Regions from separate parts of the Mus musculus genome. Here all the other regions are linked to region 3. Evidence: chromatin contacts called from public promoter capture Hi-C data. All regions are on one chromosome and are shown on one strand. The core of a region is the stretch at or near the end of the contact, and the rest is flanking DNA. Distances in the headings are between cores, read along the strand shown.

The links. Promoter capture Hi-C pulls out the DNA fragments that hold promoters and counts their contacts.
Region 1: a promoter capture Hi-C map of pre-B cells shows a contact between it and region 3. The contact joins the promoter of Bcat1 here to the promoter of Aebp2 in region 3.
Region 2: a promoter capture Hi-C map of cranial neural crest shows a contact between it and region 3. The contact joins the promoter of H2aj here to the promoter of Aebp2 in region 3. A contact is called at or near these places in 1 of 39 promoter capture datasets (cranial neural crest) and 1 of 115 datasets of contacts at active chromatin or transcription factors (embryonic stem cells).

The regions. Positions count from the first base shown.
Region 1 is chr6:145,073,616-145,077,677 of GRCm38.p6, reverse strand. It overlaps Bcat1 (branched chain aminotransferase 1, cytosolic), which reads left to right and starts at 1,521. Exons shown (of 11, transcript NM_007532.5): 1 at 1,521-1,789. The coding sequence starts at 1,784.
Region 2 is chr6:136,805,234-136,809,731 of GRCm38.p6, reverse strand. H2aj (H2J.A histone) reads right to left here and starts at 1,484. Exons shown (of 1, transcript NM_177688.4): 1 at 1-1,484. The coding sequence starts at 1,392. The coding sequence ends at 1,003.
Region 3 is chr6:140,621,176-140,625,502 of GRCm38.p6, reverse strand. Aebp2 (AE binding protein 2) reads right to left here and starts at 2,001. Exons shown (of 8, transcript NM_001005605.2): 1 at 1,159-2,001. The coding sequence starts at 1,808.

The sequences.
Region 1 (4,062 bases), core at 272-2,771, 4.5 Mb before region 3:
GACATGTGGTGTGAGCCTGTGGAGTGTATTTGTGTGAATGGTATGTGTGTGGTGCACATGTGTTGTATGTGTGTGGGGGGTGTGTGTATGTGGTATGTGTGTGGTGAACATGTGTTGTGTGTGTGTGTGTGGTATGTGTGTGGTGCACATGTGTTGTGTGTGTGTGTGTTGCTTCAGACTCGAGTTGCTGGGACTACAGGCAGGCAGCTCAACGCCTTGCTTCATTTCCTCTTACTGTGGATCAGTGCTCCATCGTATGAACAATAACCCAGGATGTCTACACTCACCACTTAAAGCCCACAGCGCTGCTTGAGTTAAAACCGATCTGGACTACAGTCTTCTGAAGGGAAGAAGTTGTTGCTGTTGTGCTGGGTGCAAAGATAACTCAGTACATTTGTCAGGATAATTCAGCTATTCATTGTTCACCTGGGCAGTTTCATTCCAAGCAGCAGAAAAGAAAAACAAGGGCTGCAGAGATGGCTCAGCAGTTAAGAGCACTGACTGCTCTCTCAGAGGTCCTGAGTTCAATTCCCAGCAACCACACGGTGGCTCACAACCATCTATGATGGGATCTGATGTCCTCTTCTGGTGCATCTGAAGACAGTGATGGTGAACTCACACATAAATAAGTCAGAAAAGAAAAATGAGAAGAAAGAAAACATTTTTAAAAAAATAAATAGGGCTGGCGAAATGGCTCAGTGGTTAAGAGTGCTGACTGCTCTTCCGAAGGTCCCGAGTTCAAATCCCAGCAACCACATGGTGCCTCACAACCATTCGTAACAAAATCTGATGCACTCTTCTGGAATATCTGAGGACAGCTACAGTGTACTTACATATAATAAATAAATCTAAAACAAACAAACAAACAAACAAAGGATACAGGCAAAACATGGTCGGGGAAAAGCCTATTCTCTCCTAGGGAGTTAAGAATGAAAATTTCACAGCAAAGCCTTCTGCTTAGATTTACTAAAAAGAAAGTTTTCAGATTTTCAGAGAGATCCTCTCCTCAACTGAAATCCCATCGGTGGGAGCCTTGCCTGAGGCTTGTGTGGACGCAGGAAGGAAGTTATCAGGTGGTGAGGACCATTTCACATTAAATTACTTCTGTATGTGCACATCAAAGGATGCAAACTAAGAGACGACTACAGAGCGTAGACCACAGACTGAGAGTGAGAGTTCCATCCAGGGCTCAGATGGTGGAAGGAGAGAACCGGCTCCTGCCAGTTGGCCCTTATCCACCACTGTCCCTGTCCATCTAGCCACCCGCTCCTATTCAAAATCTATTATATTTATTTAAATGTTATAAAAATTAGAGAGAAAAGGAGTTGGTAAGAGTGGTTGTATTTGAGAGTTGTCTGTGGGGTGTGGAGCGTGAGAGCGAGACGGAAAAACCCAAACTCTTCTTTATTATCCAAAATATACCTTAAAACTTCCCAGTTCTGAGACTAGATCCTAGTACAGCGTATGATTGGGGGAGGGACTGGGGAGGTAGCAAATGAATCAAAGACGCTTTCAGATTTGTCCTCCTCTGCTACCTCCCCTCCTGCGATACAAATCACTGGAGGGGATCAGTGTCTCCACCCTGGAGTGAGCCAGAGGTCGGACTGTAGCTCGCGGCTGAGCCAGTCGCTGCTGATGCAATCCGCAGCGGAGCGCGCCCAGCTCTCCATCTTCCGCGCTTGCCGACCGACCCTGAGCGCCACGTGTCACTGCACAGCCGCCTCCTCCAGAGGAGACTCACATTTGCACCCAGGAGCCGGAGCCACGACCCAAGCCACGAGAAATGAAGGTAAGCGTATTGCTGAAGTTCATGCTGGAATGCAGCTACTCACCCACCCGGAATATCTCGGACACTGGGTGGAGAGAGGAGGATGGAAGGACCAACTTGCTTTGTCCCCCGTCCTGGGCTACTAAGCGTGGGGATCTGGCCTCGTATCCACCCGCAGATGCTCCCGCTCCGGTTCTTGTCCTGGTTCTGTAAATGCGGTACCCAGATTTAGAGGATGCCACAGCGCCTCTCCTACATGCTCCCTAGGCGGGAAGAAGGACCGTATCGTTGCGTTTGAGCTGCCCAGAGATAGGGTTTGGCGAGGATGCTCGGACGCTCTTCTGGGTAGTTGTAATAGAAGGGGGAGGAGGACCCTCTTATCTGCCGAAAGCAGATCGCTTGTCTTTTAAGGTCCAGGTTCCAAGTGGAAGCTTCCGAGTTACGGACCACTCGAGCTTCAGGACCAGAGAGTGCAGGCGGTGAACTCTAATTATCATCTGAGATAGCTAGCCCAGAGGCCAGCCTGAGGCGTTTTAAGATATTTTCCAGAGCCAGAGCTCTGGCTGTCTGAAAAACTGCCAGATCTGAAAAGTTTCCTTTCCGAAGGGAAATGATGCTCTGTCGGCTGTGCAGTCACCTAGTCTCCCGCAAGGAATATTCGAGTAATAAAACGTGGGTTTCGGGGAGCTACAGAGCGGAGCCACGTTTCAGTTTCTGAGGAGGCGGAGGAAGTTAGACACTCAGACTGCTCAAGCCTAGCTGGAGGGAATCCACACGTCACGTCTCCATCCCCACTGTGCCGCCCTCGCTCCTAGCCCTGACAGATAGATAGATAGATAGATACCCTTTCTCTTTTTCTCTCTCTTTTTCTCTTTTCCTTTTTCTCGTTTTCTCATTTTCTCGTTTTCTAATTTTCTCGTTTTCTCTTCTCATCTCTCTCTCCTCTCCTTGCCTCCCCTCTCTTCTCTCCTTTTCTTTACATTCTTTACCTTATCTCACTAAATCATATGCCTTTATAATTTTATCCACATGCATTTAATGTATTCACTATCTCTCTTAATCATTTGTTCATTCTGTATATATCTACCTTAAAATATAAGTTCCTAGACTCCATAGATGGGCAGTCTGTGTATAGGGAAAAGCTGGAAGCCACAAGCCAGCTGAGCAAGGGGTTTAAATTCCCCAGCTGTGGTCCCCTTGGCAAGGCTCAAATCTGTATAACTAATGAAGGGGGCTAAGCCAAGATGGCTACTTACTGCCTTGTTGGGAGAGAGTGGTGCAGGGGTGAGTGGTGTGTTTCATCTTAATTTGCTTTCTGAGTCAGAGACAAATGATGGAAAGTTTTTTTCTTTGTCTTTTTCTTTTTTTTCTTAAATGTCTCTGAGGGCCAGGCTTAACACATACCTGTAGTCCCAGTGCTTGTGGGGTAGAGAGAGAAGAATCAAGAGTTCAGGGCTATCCTTGGCAGCAGCCCCTAGCCACCTTAGGCTGCAGGGGACCCTGGGGTGGGGGTGGGGGAGTTGCGGGGGAAAGTCTGTAAGAATTATTTTCAGCTCATTGGATCCTGATGTTTTATATTTGAAATGGGTTGGAACTTTTTGGAAGGAAGTTAAAAACTTGATAAAGCTTTCTGGTGTACCTGTGATGTTGCAGGATATTTGATCACACTGTGAACCCTGAGTCTGTGTTACAGTGTGGCTCTGCCCTTAGGCTCTGCCCTTAGCACACACCTTTAATCTCTCCTGAACAATGAAGGTGAAGTTAGTTTGTAGAAAGAAACACCCGCCGGGCGTGGTGGCTCACGCCTTTAATCCCAGCACTCGGGAGGCAGGGGCAGGCGGATTTCTGGGTTCGAGACTAGCCTGGTAAAAAAGAAACACCCATGTTTGAAAGTGCTGTCTAATAGAGTGGCAGACAAAGCGACCAACCAGAGAAAGATGTGACAGGCTAGGGTACATCCAAGTCTCACAAGAACAGAGAAGAATGGGGTGCCACTTAAGAGAGACCAGTAGAGAGGAAGAAGGCAGTTTTACCAGGACAGTTATAGAGAGACAGGATGCAGAGAGAGAACGAGCTAGACACAGGTGAAGACAGAACGAGCCAGCGAATGAGAAGGAGCCAGACGTTGCCAACGTTAGTTTGAGGCCAAGCAGAGCAATTCAGTCAGGAGCTGACTGAAGCAAGTTTGCTTCGGTCAGCTTGGAGAGGAGCTTGAGCCAGAGCAGCTGAGTTGCACCAGCCAGCCAGAGCTCAGAAAGAGCTAGGAAGGGATGAGTTTATTGAGCAGTAAGTCT
Region 2 (4,498 bases), core at 235-2,734, 3.8 Mb after region 3:
TTCCAGGGCCCTGGGGTTTGGCTCTCCGCGTTACGTTAACTCACACGACCCTTTCCTTCCTTGAGGCGCCATCACCCAACTCAACAGTTACGGAAAAGAAGAAACCTGATCCCAGGAAAGCTAACAGTCACCCCTAAAAAAAAAAAAAAAAAATCGGTTTTGCTTTTAAGTAAAATCAGGCTGATTCTCAGAATCAGTGCTGGATAAGAGGCTGCCATGCAGCTAAAACTCGAGGGGAGACAGAAACATATTTTGAGACACGGTCTAATGTAGTTCAGAAACGGCCACAAACTCGCTATCTAGCCACGAAAGGCGTTCTACTTCCCAAATGCAGGGATGAGGGGTAACACCACCGCAAGCACCAAGAGAAGATCATTTTAGGAGCTGCTAAACATACACTACTTAAGACCGAGGGCCCCGCTGTTACGCAACACCATCCAGAGCGCAAACTTCGTGACTCACTTCCGTATTGCACAAGTTACTTCATTATAAAGAATATTGAACACAAGTGTGCAATGTGAAGATGGCTGGCATTCAGATCACGAATACGTAACATCTATTAGCTTAAATACTACCATAAATAACTAGCACCCACCAAGGATCCCAAGTTCCTGTCTTTTCCAAATGGCTAGGGTACATATAGCTCAACCTTCCTATGTATGACAAGCGAGGCAACTTCTTGTTCACAGCTCGCAACACCTTCCCTACCACTTTTCCCTAAGACTGGGGAGTTAGGCAAAGCCAATTCCAGAGTAGCCTCTGGGCACTAGGTCCGCTTCTCCTGCCCACGGTGATGCGACGGGGCTCTCCCAATCCACCCGCTGGGTTCCTCCGGCTCGCACATGGCCACACAGGTGGCCTGCGTCACGCTCAAAGTTGGAACTCGTCCCCACCCAACACCCCCTCGGTCCCGCGACTACACAGCTCTCTAGATTACTCGCTTTTCACCGACTTTATTGGCTGCGGACTGTGGCGGGCGGGCTCTGCACCCGTCTGTCGGGTTCACTTGCTCTTCACCTTCTGGCTCTCCGTCTTCTTGGGCAGCAGCACGGCCTGGATATTGGGCAGGACGCCGCCCTGCGCGATGGTCACACGGCCCAGCAGCTTGTTGAGCTCCTCGTCGTTGCGGATGGCCAGCTGCAGGTGACGAGGGATGATGCGCGTCTTCTTGTTGTCCCTCGCCGCGTTGCCCGCCAGCTCCAGGATCTCGGCCGTCAGGTACTCCAGCACCGCCGCCAGGTACACGGGCGCTCCCGCGCCCACGCGCTCCGCGTAGTTGCCCTTCCGCAGCAGCCGGTGAACGCGGCCCACGGGGAACTGCAGGCCCGCGCGCGACGAGCGCGACTTGGCCTTGGCGCGCACCTTACCGCCCTGCTTGCCTCGCCCGGACATGCTCGACCCCGCGCCTGGAACTCCAACACCGGCTCGCTCAGTTCCGGGACGACGCGCGCCACCCCGGAACTGCCTCGCCAAACTGCAGCCGCTGCCGCCCGTGACAGGCAGGTACCGTACCCAATCAGCTCGCGGAAGCAGAGCCCCCGCCCATCCAGATGTCTCCCAATCAAAAGCTCAAATTTCTAGTCCTAATTTACATAGTTCACAGGCATCCTCAAACTTGTTGGGATTGGCTGCCAGGATGTAGTTAACTGGGTGGTTCGAGTCTGCAATCCCAGCACTAGGGTAGCCGATACAAGATTGCCCGGAGCCTAAGGTCAGCTGTAGATATTCCAAGATCCATACCAGCCTAATAAGGAAGGAACGGAGGGAGGGCAGCGAAAACGGGGAGTTAAGCAAAGCCATACTTGGTTCAAATCAGTAATCCTAGCTTTTGGAGGGAGAAAGAGCTGAAGTAGGAGGATTACCAATACAAAGACAGCCTGGGCTACTTTGTGCGTTATAGACCAAGCTAGGAAGTGAGACCTTATCTCAAAAAATAAAAATGATGGTGTTGGCATTTCTTCTAGGCTCCGCCCCACAGTTACCTGGCAGCAGCCAGGTGTGCCTGACCCACTGTAAAAGAAGCTGCTTGCCCCCCCCCACACACACACCCACACTTTTCTCTTGCTTTCTTACTCTCTTAGCCCTCTGTCCCTTCTCTCCCATTCCCCTACCCCTCTCTCCACGTGTTCATGGCCGGCCTCCACCCGCACACCCCCTCGGCCTTTTCTCTCTCTCTCTCTCTCTCTCGCTCTCGCTCTCGCTCTCGCTCTCTCTCTCTCTCTCGCTCTCGCTACTACCCCCTCAACTCACCTCATGCCCTAAATAAACTACTATACCGTCCTGTGGCTGGTACCTCAGCATGGGCCGCACCCCCTCTACCCCCTACGTGCACAATAACGCTCCTCCACCAAACGTCCCCGGCTTTTTTTTTTTTTTTTTAAATAAAATACAACAGTAAGCAGACTATGGTGTTCAGTGCCTATAAACCCAGCTGATGCAGGAGTATGGAGAACTTGAATTGAGCCTGGCCTAAGAGAGAAACTACCTGGAAACAATCAAAAACCGGAAGCCCAGAGAAGAGCACCTCTGTTCCCTCATACCATACTCATGGAAATTAGTCTCCAGTATAGCCAGGGGCGACTTTCAAATCTGACTATCTGACTCCAGGGTCTGTGCTTGTGAGTGCCACAGCAATTCCGGCTCAGCCATAGCTCCTTGGCTGAATTCTGCCCTCCTAGAACGAGCTTTCGTCATCTGCTCCTTGACACACCCACCTGGAGAGCTAGCTGCAAAAGAAGCTTTGTAGGTTTTCTATTTGTTTTAGTTTTTGAGACTTTTCTTCCTGTAGCCCTGGCAGCCGTGGAACTCACTATAAAAACCAGGCTGGCCTTCAACTCAGAGATCTGCCTGCCTCCCTAATGCTGGGATTAAAGTTGTGTGCAGCCACCAGCCTGGGACAAAAGCTGGTTCTTTGGCCTGTCCTACCTATACCACATGAGGCTGGTCTTTGGACACTGTTGCTGCTCCTGGGGACAGTCCCTTCCTTCTCAGGGCCTCGAGGCCATAGTCACAGACTAGGCAGGAATGCAGTCCTTGTGGATAGCATGGATGAATCTGATAGGATATTAACATTACGTGGCTCTGGGGCTGTGTATGAGCCGGAGAAGAACCACTGGATTCCAGAGGGGAGGACCCTTCGCCTCTGCCTGCCTGCCTGCTGGAGGTTGTCACTTGGTGCTCCATCGAGACTTTAGATTACTCTTAGGCCAAGACACTGGAAACAGAATCCCTCAACTTGTTCTTATGATTCATATGATAGGCCCTTGACATTTGAAACAAACTAAAGTGTTTTTCTTCCACTGTTTCACTCCGGTACTTCAGTTTACTGCATTTCTGAAATTACACAACTAAGTAATGTCAAACGCTGATTAAATGTCATGTAGGTTTTTTTGTATCCATTTAATTAAAATATCATAAATTTACCCTCTCCTTAGTCTAATTGCGATTTTATTTAAATAAACTCCACAGAACCAAGTGAAGTGGGGCCTGTCTGTGATCTTAGTATAAAGGAGGCGTGGACAGGAGAGTCAAGATTGTCCATCGAAGATTGTCCATCGTTAGCTACAGAGAGAGTTCCCACCTAGCCTGAGCTACATAGGATCCTGTCCCAAGATACAAAATATTAAACACACACAGAGAAAAACCAACCCCATGTACTTCTATCTATGTACATCTTTATTTCCTAGCACAGTAATGAGCTAACCAGGAGCTGGGGTCCCCCATACACCTTTGGATCTGAACAATATACTCCACCATCAAGGAGGTATCCCGGAGCCAACTTCCTCAGAATCCTGGCTGTACCACCTAACAGCTGACTTTCATATACTATCTAATGCTCCTAAGCATTCGATAGGTTATATATTCTAAGTCAATGTGTATGGAAACCTCTGGTGCAGTTTTGGGGAAGAAAGCTCTAGAATATCTTCTGTAAACCATCTTAAATGTATGTTTATGGAAAGGTCTCTTTGCTTTCTTTTTGCTTTTCTCTCTTTTTTTTGTGTGTGTTGTTGTTGATTGTTTGTTTGTTTGTTGACACACAGTTTTACAAATTTGAATAAGTATTCTGGCAGCAGCTTTCATTTTGGTAAGAATTCTGAAGAGCAAGGGATTTAAAATCATGAGGTAAAATTCAATGATTAAGGCTTCTTCCCCCTCCAGCTATCCTAGAGCTCAATCTCTAAGAGACAGGGAGGGGACAAACAAATGAAATGCTGTTTGAGTTGTGGAACTAATGGGAATTGTAAAGTACTACAAACTAAACGCATTTATCCTGCTGCCTTTTTCTTTTTTTTTAAGATTTATTTATTTATTATATGTAAGTACACTGTAGCTATCTTCAGACACACCAGAAGAGGGCATCAGTTCTCATTACAGGTGGTTGTGAGCCACCATGTGGTTGCTGGAATTTGAACTCAGGACCTTCAGAAGAGCAGTCAGTGCTCTTCACCACTGAGCCATCTCTCCAGCCCAAAACCTGCTGTCTTTAAAAACGAAACAA
Region 3 (4,327 bases), core at 752-3,251:
ACTGCAAAAAAAAAGTCACCACGGGGGATGTGACTCCCACATCTTAGTACCACTGTATATATAATGGTGCTTTTGTAAGCCACAGTCTACTTTTTTAAACCTGCACGCCTGTATCTTGTGACTCCCAATTATTTCCGATTCAGCAAAGCAACTGTAAAGGACATCAATTCAAATCTACTGTTCCTTTCCACAATGCTCTTTCTGTGTTTTAAACTTGGTCCCTCAGATTTGATGACCAAAACTCAAATCCCCTGAGATGATATAACTGACAGATGTGAGGGATCTGAGAAGCAGAGATTACACATAACGGACCAGCAGTTCTTTTTAAAAGTAAAGCAAAGCCAGGGGTGGGGGTCTCCTCCCTGCACAAGTTAGTTCTGTGAGTTCCAGGAGACCAGCCATATTGGAAAACACTTGTCAATTGCAGTTCTGACAAGTGTTCCCGAACACCGATGCACGAAGCTAACCTTGTGTACCGAGGTGTACATCAAGGGCCTCTGGAGCTCGGCTGGGGCGTCTGGGCCATTTTGGGGGGGCTGTCTCCGGGACAGAGTCGTCCTTCGATCCGAAAGGAGAACCGCGCGCCGAGGAAAGGAGGGTGGGGAAAGGAGAGTTGAGGGGGGATGGTGAGGAGTTGGAAGCCGCTCAGCGGCAAGAGGGGCGCGGCGGCCGCCCGGGATTTCCAAGTTGAGATCTGGGGGGGAGGGGCTGAGAATCAGGGGGCGGGAGATCCCGGAGAGAAAGTCCCCAGGTCTGGGGTCCCAGAGTCTGGGGCAGGGGAGATTCCGGCGAAGCCGTTCCCAAGGTGGGCAGGCGGGCGGGGCAGGGAAGGAGAAGCAAGAAACGGAAAGGACTGCGGCGAGAAAGTCCCCTCGGTCCCCTCGGCGGAGCCCGGGAATCTACAGAGCAAGGGATCGCTGCTAGAAGGGTCCCCCCCGCCCCCCGCCCCGCGCTGGGCCAAAGGGTCCAGGAGATGGGAGGGGATCGGGCAAGGAAGTCAGCTCAATGGAGTCCAAGAGGAGTCCCCTAGGTCCCCTCTGTGGGGTCCGGGAGGAGTCCCCTAGACGGGATCCACGCAGAGTCCCCTCGAATCAGGAAGAAGTCCCCTGAGTCCCCCTCGTCGAGGTCCGGGAAGGGTCCCCTTGGCGGCGCACTGACCTGTCCTCCGAGTCCATGCGGCTCAGCGGCTCCCCGTCGGACGACATCTCCAGGCTGCCCCGCCGGCCCCCGGAGGTCGCGCTGCTCCCGCCTCCCCCGGTGCCGTAGCCCTCGTCGCCGCCGCTCGACACCACGCTACTGCTGCTGCTACCGCCACCGCTGCTGCCCGGGCCGCCCGGGCCGCCCCGCGGTCCCTTGGGCTCCTCCAGGCCCTCCTTCCCGTCCCCATCGCCGCTGCTGCTGCTCGCCGCGCCCGGGCTCAGCGAGCGCGTCTCGTCGCCGCTGCAGCCGCCGCTGCTGCTGCCCACCAGGCTCTCGGCGCTGCTCTCCTCCTCCGCGCCGCCGCTGCTGCTGCCCTCGTCCTCGTCGTCCTCCTCGTCCTCGTCCTCGTCCCCGCCCGCCTGGCTGGCGCTCTCGGGGCTCGGCTCCGACATGGTCTCCGCCTCGCCGCCCCCCGCGCCGCCGCCCGCTCCCCCGTTCAACAGCAGCGCGGCCACCGCCTCTGCCTCCGCCTCCTCGTCATCCTCCTCCTCCTCTTCCTCCGGCGGCTCGGCCCGGCCGCGCGCCGCGGGCCCGGGGCTGCCGGGGGACAGCGGGCTGAGGCGGGAGAGCTCCTCCAGGTCGGCCATGTCGGCGAGCGCGGCGGCCATGGCGGCGCCTGCTGCTCCTCCGCCTCCTCTCGCCGCCGCCTCCTCGCCCCCGCCACCCCCCGCTCCGCGCCCGCACGCCCCAAACTCCGCGCGGCCGCCGCAGAGCGGGAGGAGGGCCCGCGGGGCTGCGTCAGGCTGCACACGCGCTACGGAGCCCGCGCGGGGACACGCGCCGGAACGCGCGCACTCACGCGGAGGAGGCAGCGCGCCTGCGCGCCGCGGCGGCCCCGCCCCTCCAGAGTTTCTTTGGGCCTTCCCACGCCTTCCCGCTCCGGGCGGAGGCGGGACGAGCCCTCGAAACCCGAAGTCGGTGGGGATTTTCACAGCCCTGGACTTCTACAGAGAGAAGGAGAAGCATCGGCTCAGAGAGAGAGAGAGAGAGAGAGAGAGAGAGAGAGAGAGAGAGAGAGAGAGTGTGTGTGTGTGGTTTGCGGGGGAGGTGGTGTCCTGTAGAAGGAAGCCGTAAGTGGAGCAAGTGTCTGGCCGTCTGAGCGCTTGCCATACTCAAAAGACAGGTCTCAGACATGTGCAGAAAGTTCGATAAATCGGTTTTTTTTTGTTTTTTGTTTTTGAAGCGCCGAGCCGATGTCCACACCGCGGAGGCAGAGGCTTGACTCGCAAGCCAGGCTTGCTTACCTGTCCCGATGTCCCAATGACCCAAGGAGGGCAGCTCAGACGAGGCGGGCGTTGCTTTGGCTCGAGATCCTCGCAGGTTTTAAGTCCTGGAGCTTCTAATAAAATCTGGGGTGACACTTGTAGGCAGGCTGAGTTCTTGGGGTGTAGCGCTGGCCGTTGAGGGCTCTAACCGCTCTTCCAGAGGAGCCGGCGGTCGGTTTGCAGCACCCACAAGGCGGCTCACAACTGTCTAATCCCAGCAGCTCTGACCACATCTCCCGGCCTCCCTCCCAGTCTGGTGGGTGGTGCACACAGGTACCTCACCTAAAAGGCACACCTTTAACCCCAGCCCTAGGGTGGCCGAGGCAGGAGGGTCTCCGAGATTCCGAGGCCAGCCTGATCTATATAGCGAGTTCCAGGCCAAACTGAAATCCTGCCTCACAAAAAGGGAGGGTGTGAAGAAGAAAGCAGGGAAGAGGTTACTACTCCTACTAATGAAAGGCTCCTCCCTATCCCCAGGCAAGAGTCAAACCTTCCCTTTACAGCTAGGGAAGCATTGCATCTTCCTGAACTTCTCGGTAAGGGAATGCTTTGTAAATAAGCTTTTTGTAAAATAAAGACCTGGAGTTTATGAGGAAGGCTGGTGAGCAGCCCACATCACACCCTGACTCCGGGGCACATCTGATGCTCTGGAGTGGGGAAGCAGTCTCAGAGAGCATTCCCTCATTCATTCTTAGTAGATCTTCACACACAAAGAGAGAGAGAGAGAGAGATCCCCCAGGTGGAGTATTTTCATGTTTCTAGAATTCACTGCCCTAATTTAAAAAATAAACATAATAAAAGAAACAACATGTAGTATGAGGCTAGAAGGGATTGTTGCAACTTTGAGGCCAACTAGTGTGGGCCACAAGGAAACCGCCCCACAAATATCTTAGTGTACAGTTGCAGCCTTAACCTTTGGATACATACTATCACACGTAATGTTCCCCCAGTGGAAGGAAACATCCTCAAAAAAAAAAAAAAAAAAAAAAGAAAAGAAAAGAAAAAAGAAAAAGAAAAGAAAAGTTTCCTCAAGGAAAAGCAAAAATTAAAATGATAATATACAATGTAGCTACACTGGCAGGCGTTAACCTCAAACTCTAACTTTCAGAGTCATTCTTGCAGATAGATCAGGAATGTGTTGTCATCCTGGATTGTAGACTGAGGATCACCAAACTGGACTGGAATAAAGCATGACTCAGTGTATGTGGCAGCTGCTCTAAGGCACATTAGAAATTAGGACTGACCTAGCAGAGGAAATTCAAATCTTTTTATCTCCCCCCACCTTCTAAGAATATTATGCAAATATTCTAATCCTCCCCACCCTGTAAACCTTTGTTTAAATAAAGGCCCATGGCTCTATTCTAGAAACTTGGTGGCCTGGAGCCTTGACCTTTTTCTCCTTGGACCCTCTTCCTCAGTTTCCTGGGTGATGATCTTTCCAGATTGGCCAACTGAATAAAATTGTAAGGTGGGAGCCCAGCCAGTGGGGAAACACACAGCCACCACCTGAGTTAGAGTTGTGTGTGCGGTCTCAGGAGCACACCCTCTTGATCCAGAGTGGTTGCCTTGTCTGGTCCCTTCAGTTGTAATGATGCTCTCTTTCGTTGTGACCCCAACTCTCTTGCATGCCTATTTATCAGTTGTCCACTGTTTATACTTTATAAAATGTATCGGTTTAGGCACCGTCCTCAAACACACCAACTACAGTACTAATACGGTCACTGATTCTATCCCTCACACCTAACACCTTGCCCCTTTGCCTTCTTACATTTGGCTCTGCTGTTCCAGGCACCAACTCTGCCAAACAGGCAAAGCCAGGATGTCCTCGGGAGAAATGGAGATCACTGTGTTGAGCAGCGCTG